Linked DNA regions of Bombyx mori: region 1 is linked to region 2. Evidence: chromatin contacts called from public Hi-C data. All regions are on one chromosome and are shown on one strand. Each heading gives the region's core, a stretch centred on a gene start, on an enhancer-like site or on the middle of the called end of the contact. The rest is flanking DNA. Distances are from core to core; before and after follow the strand shown. Region 1 overlaps LOC101746019 (PR domain zinc finger protein 1). Region 2 has its middle 15 kb from the start of LOC105842411.

The links. Hi-C and Micro-C count contacts between places; a contact is called where the count stands out from the background.
Region 1: a contact with region 2 is called in a Hi-C map of whole pupa, with 2.2 times the contacts expected there. The contact joins two enhancer-like sites. A contact is called at or near these places in 3 of 7 Hi-C or Micro-C datasets (midgut and whole pupa).

Annotation. Positions count from the first base shown.
Region 1 is chr22:8,846,718-8,850,231 of ASM3026992v2, forward strand. It overlaps LOC101746019 (PR domain zinc finger protein 1), which reads left to right. Exons shown (of 8, transcript XM_062674951.1): 7 at 1-1,663; 8 at 1,879-3,514. The coding sequence ends at 2,210. Among protein-coding and RNA genes, the nearest start is that of LOC101739195, 11 kb to the right of the region's middle. Within about 2 kb of position 2,009, at least 4 of the 8 cell types and tissues checked have open chromatin away from gene starts, as enhancers often do.
Region 2 is chr22:8,800,039-8,803,279 of ASM3026992v2, forward strand. No RefSeq gene overlaps it. Among protein-coding and RNA genes, the nearest start is that of LOC105842411, 15 kb to the right of the region's middle. Within about 2 kb of position 1,428, at least 1 of the 8 cell types and tissues checked has open chromatin away from gene starts, as enhancers often do.

The DNA of each region.
Region 1 (3,514 bases), core at 759-3,258, 47 kb after region 2:
CCATCATACGAACATCAACTAACTCCCAATGATGGATCGGTGCGGTCTGACGAAGGCTATCATAGCAACGGATACCATGATGAATTCACACCACCGGAAGATTCAAGTGATTCCGATGTTGAAAACTACGTTCTCGACTGTTCCAATAAGACGAATGAACCAAAAGAGACCGTCATAGTACAAAAAATGGAACAAGACATGCATCGTAATGAATACAGAAAAGTGAAAATAAAAATGCCAAGAGCATATCAATATCAAAACCATAAAGACATGGACTGTGAAAGTGAAACTGGGTTGGTTATTGCTGAAGATGTTCCAGACAATATGCCACAAAACTTGTCACCACCGAGAAGAGATCCAGCGACTTCGACTGTTATCGTATTGGAGTCTTCACAAAATACTGTTGTGCCCATTAACAAGCCTTATTATGAAGATGGTCCGCTTTCTCCTTCTCCACAACCAGCTTTTATGAGGTATTCGCCCCCTGATACACGTATTCTAGAAACTATACTCACAGGAAACAGAATAGACACCAATAACAATGACCCCACTCGTCGTCAACCCAATGCAACCCCGCCACCTTCTTCGCCAACGGAAATGGCCTACTCATACAAGAAAAGCCAAAGATATGGTAACGCATGCAGTCCCGACTCAAGCTCTAATTTAACGCCCTTGCCATCCTTACTGCCACTGCCTCAACAATTACCTACTCCAAATGCTGTTCCAGTTTACTCTGCATCACCGCCTCACTCGATACCCCACACAACGGAAATACGTGAAATCAGAGAAATCAGAGAAATTCGGGAAACTCGTTACGAGAGTCATTATCCCAATTATTCTTACAATTTGTATTCCCCGCCGAATTCGACTATCATAACTCAGCTAGGATCACCGCCGAATACGTATTCACCTACGGTCACGTCAACACATCAGTACGATAGATCACAAAATGGACAGAGTAATCATCACTATCCGTCATCATCAACAAGTGTCATTACACTTAAGAATTGCTCACAATTAAGTTTGATTCAAAATGGAAATGTCGGAGGACAAGTACTTCCGCCGCATGGGAGCGTGAGTCCCGATGGTAGCTGTGGACTCATGATGTCACCGATTAGTCCTAATTCTCAAGCGTCTCGGGGGTACAGGAGCTTACCTTATCCTCTAAAAAAGAAGGACGGAAAAATGCATTATGAATGTAACGTTTGTTGTAAGACTTTTGGTCAATTGTCGAATCTCAAAGTCCATTTAAGGACACATTCCGGAGAAAGACCGTTCAAATGCAATGTATGTAATAAATCGTTTACTCAACTAGCTCATTTACAAAAACATCACTTAGTGCATACTGGAGAAAAGCCACATCAATGTGATATTTGCAAGAAACGTTTTTCTTCTACATCGAATTTAAAAACACATTTACGTCTCCATTCAGGACAAAAACCTTATGCTTGTGATTTATGTATGCAAAAGTTTACACAATTCGTTCATTTGAAACTACACAAAAGACTTCACACTAACGATCGTCCGTACGTCTGCCAAGGTTGTGACAAAAAATATATAAGCGCATCTGGTTTGCGAACACATTGGAAAACAACGAGCTGTAAACCAAATAATATTGAAGAAGTATTGGCCATCACAAACGCAGCTAACACTGAATGCATCGGTAAGTTACACATTGCATTAATTCTCTGGTCTATCACTTGAAAAACAAATAATTCATAGTTTCTTTTTATATTCAGTAATTAAAATGTAAAAAATGATTTATACACGAGCAGTCGCGAGATCGACTGCAGCGCGTTGCACTTTCTCTTCGTAGGTGAACTTTCACTTGCGCTCTCGCTAAACGCGGCCGATTTCATTTTCGCGTGCACTTTACAGGTAACGTCGACAAAGACTGTCACGAAAGAGAGGGGCACGATGCTTACGAGGTGCACTCTCCATCACAAGGAGGGCTGGTGGGAGCCGGTGGGGCGCGTGTCGCAATGTCACACAGTGAAGCCATGCTGGGAGGGCACGCGCACACTACCAGACCGCACTTAGCGTCAGGACACGGACAATTGTCGCCAGCCCACGGAACTCAATACCGTCCCTTAGCACCTCCACCACCCCCTGATCATGATCAACAGCAGCCGCATTATAATTCAGCCGGAACCGAGCCCAGGCCTAGCGTTATAGAATCCAGCCAGCCACTCATCATAGAATGCACCTGAGCTTGGAAACAGGATCGCCGCCGCCAAATCTAGCGTCGGATATGTGATTCCCCGCCGCAGTGTGTGATTCCAGTGTGATCAAACATAAGTATTGTGTGAAACATTAGTCGGGTATTTTCACTCGGTTTTCCAATGGCTATGAGATTATGAAATGAACTGTAAGTTGTAAATTTGTATAGTTGCTAGTAGTAAGCGCGATGCGATTAAAGTACTAAGTACTTGTAAAAAGGTTGATCCCATTTAAGGACAGAGTGTATAATTTTAGAATGTAGATACTATGTCTTTGTGTAAAACATTTTAAAATATGGTCGATGTATCGGCAGCCTTTTGTTTAATTCTACTTAATGCTCAATTTTATATGTTTTTTTTTATAATCAAATGTCTATTGTAAATATTTTAGTGACATCTTTTTTTTCTATGTACAACATTTGTATTGAAATATATATATATTGGGCCCATGCTTGTAACCATGTTGGAAAACAAGTAGTATCTGTCAGGGGCTTGTTTAAATTTACCGATTTATCTCCTGGGTCATCATTAATTTGTGTACAAAAACATTTATTCACCAAAGAACGGAAGAGCCGCACAATTTAATCCAATTAGACTTCCTAAAACGTTGCTCTCGTGTCTTCGCAATCATAAAAAAAACATTTCAAAAGAAAATCAAAATTAGTGTTAAGTGCCAAAAGCACGTTTATAATGTTTTAGGTTATTTCATAAAACTTTCGATAGTATTTAAATTGTTGTTCCTAATTAATAATCGGATTGTAAGCGCATGACATATGCATCGACTTAATTCTAATATTAATTATTATACATAAATCGAGGAAAGTGTACATTATCCCTACGCTAGAACAAATGGTGCTTCACATAGTGGATGAGTAGTCATGTATGTTAAATGCTCCAGAGCCTTCGGGCACTAGCAGACTACTAAATACTATTATTATAGGGACATTTATCGGCATATTGACTATTTTTACGGATGCAAAGTTTATCCACAAAAATCACAAATGATTCAGATCTACATTTTTCAGATGAGATTTGTGTTACGAAGTGTTGATAAACTGAAATTATACTTAAATGCCTGTCAATGTGCTGGTAAGATTTTTCACCAAGTTTATTTGTATACTATTGTATATTTCCAAGTTATTATGATTCTCCTATTCGAAAAGGCTGAGATAATTAAAATTGTAATGTGAAGTTTGGCGAACGTTAGATATAGTTTTGGATTGCATTGTTTTAAGCATTGTTATTAAAATGCAAATGCAAAATAATGTGAATCAAATAGAAGCTTTTGTATATTT
Region 2 (3,241 bases), core at 178-2,677:
CTCCTTTGCCTTCCTATCTGCCAGTAGCCTCAAGATGCTATAATGGCGTTACGTTGACCGATGGGTGAGCTCACAAAACTCAGCCTGAAAGAGTAGCTAACATTTGCCCCAGCAAGAACAAACCTTCGTTGAATCTACCTAGAAAGGACATGTCTAGGGTGAGCAGTTGCCCCGTCGTCTGGATCGGGAATTTAATTTTTTTTTTCTCCTACCTATGCTGATAGCCTTGAGAGGCTACTTGAGAGGCACTTCGCCCTAACGTGTGTAGGTGAGCTCACGGGGCTCAAGCCGGAGTGTTGCTAACACTGACCCTAGCAAGAACAGTGCTTCGCAGAATCTACCACCGGATCGGAAACGCGACCCACTGAGAAGATTCGGCGAGAAACTCAGTGGCTGTGTCTATGGGTTAATTCGCTCGTCGAGCCCTTCGTCGCAAGCGATGGGTTCGATGAAGACGGTGACCGGAGGAATTTAACTTGCGACGGTTACGTTAAGAGGGTTATTGTGCCGCGCCGCTTTCTCGAAGAAGCGTTCTGACGCTGTATTCAGATACTTGATGATCGGTTCTAACACCAAGTCAACGTGAAGAATTACATTTCTCACAAACTGTGAAGCTCCGACGGCTATCCTGCAAAAGCTGTAACTAAACTGTATCACTCATAGGGTATGGTACCGTATGCGTGAGTAAACACATCTTCCTTTTACCTTTATTAATGCTCTTTGATTTCTTAACCAATTAACTAATTATAACATGTAATTGTAATTTAACGTGTTTATTACATTTCAAGTTTCACTCAATTGAACGTTAAACTGATGTTTGAATCAATGCAATTTAAACCAATCTGATTTAGATTAGAATTTTTTCTAATATCCCAAAACAATTTTTATACAAAACATAAAAAATGAGTCGAGTGGTGGTGCCTACCCATGTGAGCTCAAAATATACTCTAATTTAATATTGTTTAATTTGAGTACAAATGAACAAAACTTCAATATTTTGAACATTTAATTATTTTAGGTTCAAAATGTGAATTAAAACATTAAAAAAACTTAACTGAAATTGACGCAAATCAATAGAAATGATACAAAAGTGTTTTTTTTTCTTACCTAAGCTGATAGCCTTGAGAGGCTAATTCAGCGTAACCTTAACTAGTGGGTGAGCTCACGGGGCTCAAACCGGAGTGATGGTAGCACTGACCCTAGCAAGACCAGTGCTTCGCAGAATCTACCACCGGATCGGAAACGCGACCCACTGAGAAGATCCGGCGAGAAACTCAGTGGGCTGTCTGTGTCTATGGGTACAAAAGTGAAAAATCATATCATTACTTGAAGAGATTAAGGAGACGGCGACTCGAAGTAATATACATAGCAATGGTATGTTTGTCGAAACGAAACATCTATCCTAGTTGTCAGTACATTCATAGTCACGCCGCAGGGAACCGGGAATGTAACGGGACTTTAAGTTTCTTTTTTTGTGTTTTTTTTAACCTCGGCCCGTTTAAGGCATTCGGTCTCTGTTAATGACGCTTCACTTTTTCGGGTCTGTGCTTCTATTCCAATTAAATTACATGTGAAGTTTTGGCGTCAATATAAACTTTATGTATAAGCGATGTGTAACGCTGCGAATCATACAAATAGAGAAAGATAAAACTGCCCAAAGATAAAATAGCACAGTACTTATTTCTTCTCTGATAACTTTTTTTTGTTTATTATATTAATGTTATATCAATAGATAAATAAAACATAATAATATATTAGTATTATTTTGTATGATTTCTGAAGTTTATCAAACAAATACATATATATTATCAAGCCAAGCCAAGCCAAGATAATGATAAGATAGAGATTTAAATTGCATTAATGTATGGTTATTTAATTTAGAGCCGGGTTGCTTTAACTTAATTTATTAAATATATTATTATTAAAATTATTATTAATTTATATTTTAAGTTGCTAAGATAGAAAGACAATCTTACGGTCCACTTAATGTTAAAATAAAAGCCTAGCGTAACCATAGACACAACGAAATCACAAATCGTGAAATAAAATTATATAAAAAACAATTATTTATTTAAGAAATGTACGTATCAAGGACAAGTACTTTTGATAGATTTCCGTTATTGTTCATATAACCTTTTATAACTTTATTCGTTAATTTGTTGTTCATTCATTCAGTCGCTTACAAAACTGACTATTGATTTATAGTGCTAAAACCAAAACAATGCATATTGGGCAGCTACTTTGTGGTCGAAACGAGGCTCTTGTTTACTGGTCCTTTGTGTAGATAACGGGAGCCGGCGACGTTGTGTTACGTTGCTTTGTGACGTCACGACGATGCTGCACTTTTTAAACTAAAATGCACTTTTCCTGTCACGCTGAGTCCGCTATTTGTAACAGTTGACGTTGTAAACCGGGATCTATAGTAAGTACCTTCCGAGAACGAACGGACCCTCAAACAATGCGTTCAGAAGATTTATGACTAGCCGTTTCACTTCGAACCGTAATCAATTTAAATTTGAAAAACTGTGCCGCTAAATGTCCACGTACTTTGTTTGTATTTACCAACAAGTAGCTCTTGCAATACAATTACATGAATAGGAATTTTGCTAAAACAACATTTCTAAGAAAACGGATTTTGAATTTAATAAGCCTATGTGTTTTTTGACGTCATAATCATTTAGTCACAAATAGGTTCACACGGTCAAAATCAGCTATTAAATACTACTAGAGGTCCCGCAGTAGTCGAAATTCGACTATAATTAATTGGAATTGTAAGTTTGTACACTATTATGATTGTATTCTCAACGCCAAGACTACACTATAGAAAAATATTAATAAGGACTAACAATATTTAATCTATTCTCAATTTGACCACAGACGTCAAGAACAAAAGGTTGACAATAAATAAATTGTATGCATGCGTGTGTGTGTCAAATACATTGTAGTATGTTTAATGTTTTTTTTTATTGATTTAATGTATCTTTAATGCATTATTTTAAAAAAATATTAGCATTCTGCACTTCTTCTCTATATTCTCTATAAGTGTGGAAAATTTCATACTCCTCTGTCCGCGCAATTTTCGTAAAAAGGGATACAAAGTTTTTGCTTCACGTATTATTACTGTAATAATAAATAATAAGGATATATTAAGACACAGAAATAAAGAATTTGAGTACATTACGTTTCTTAGTGTAAATATACTGCTGTAATTATTCCATAACGTTTTGACAGGTAATCAAAA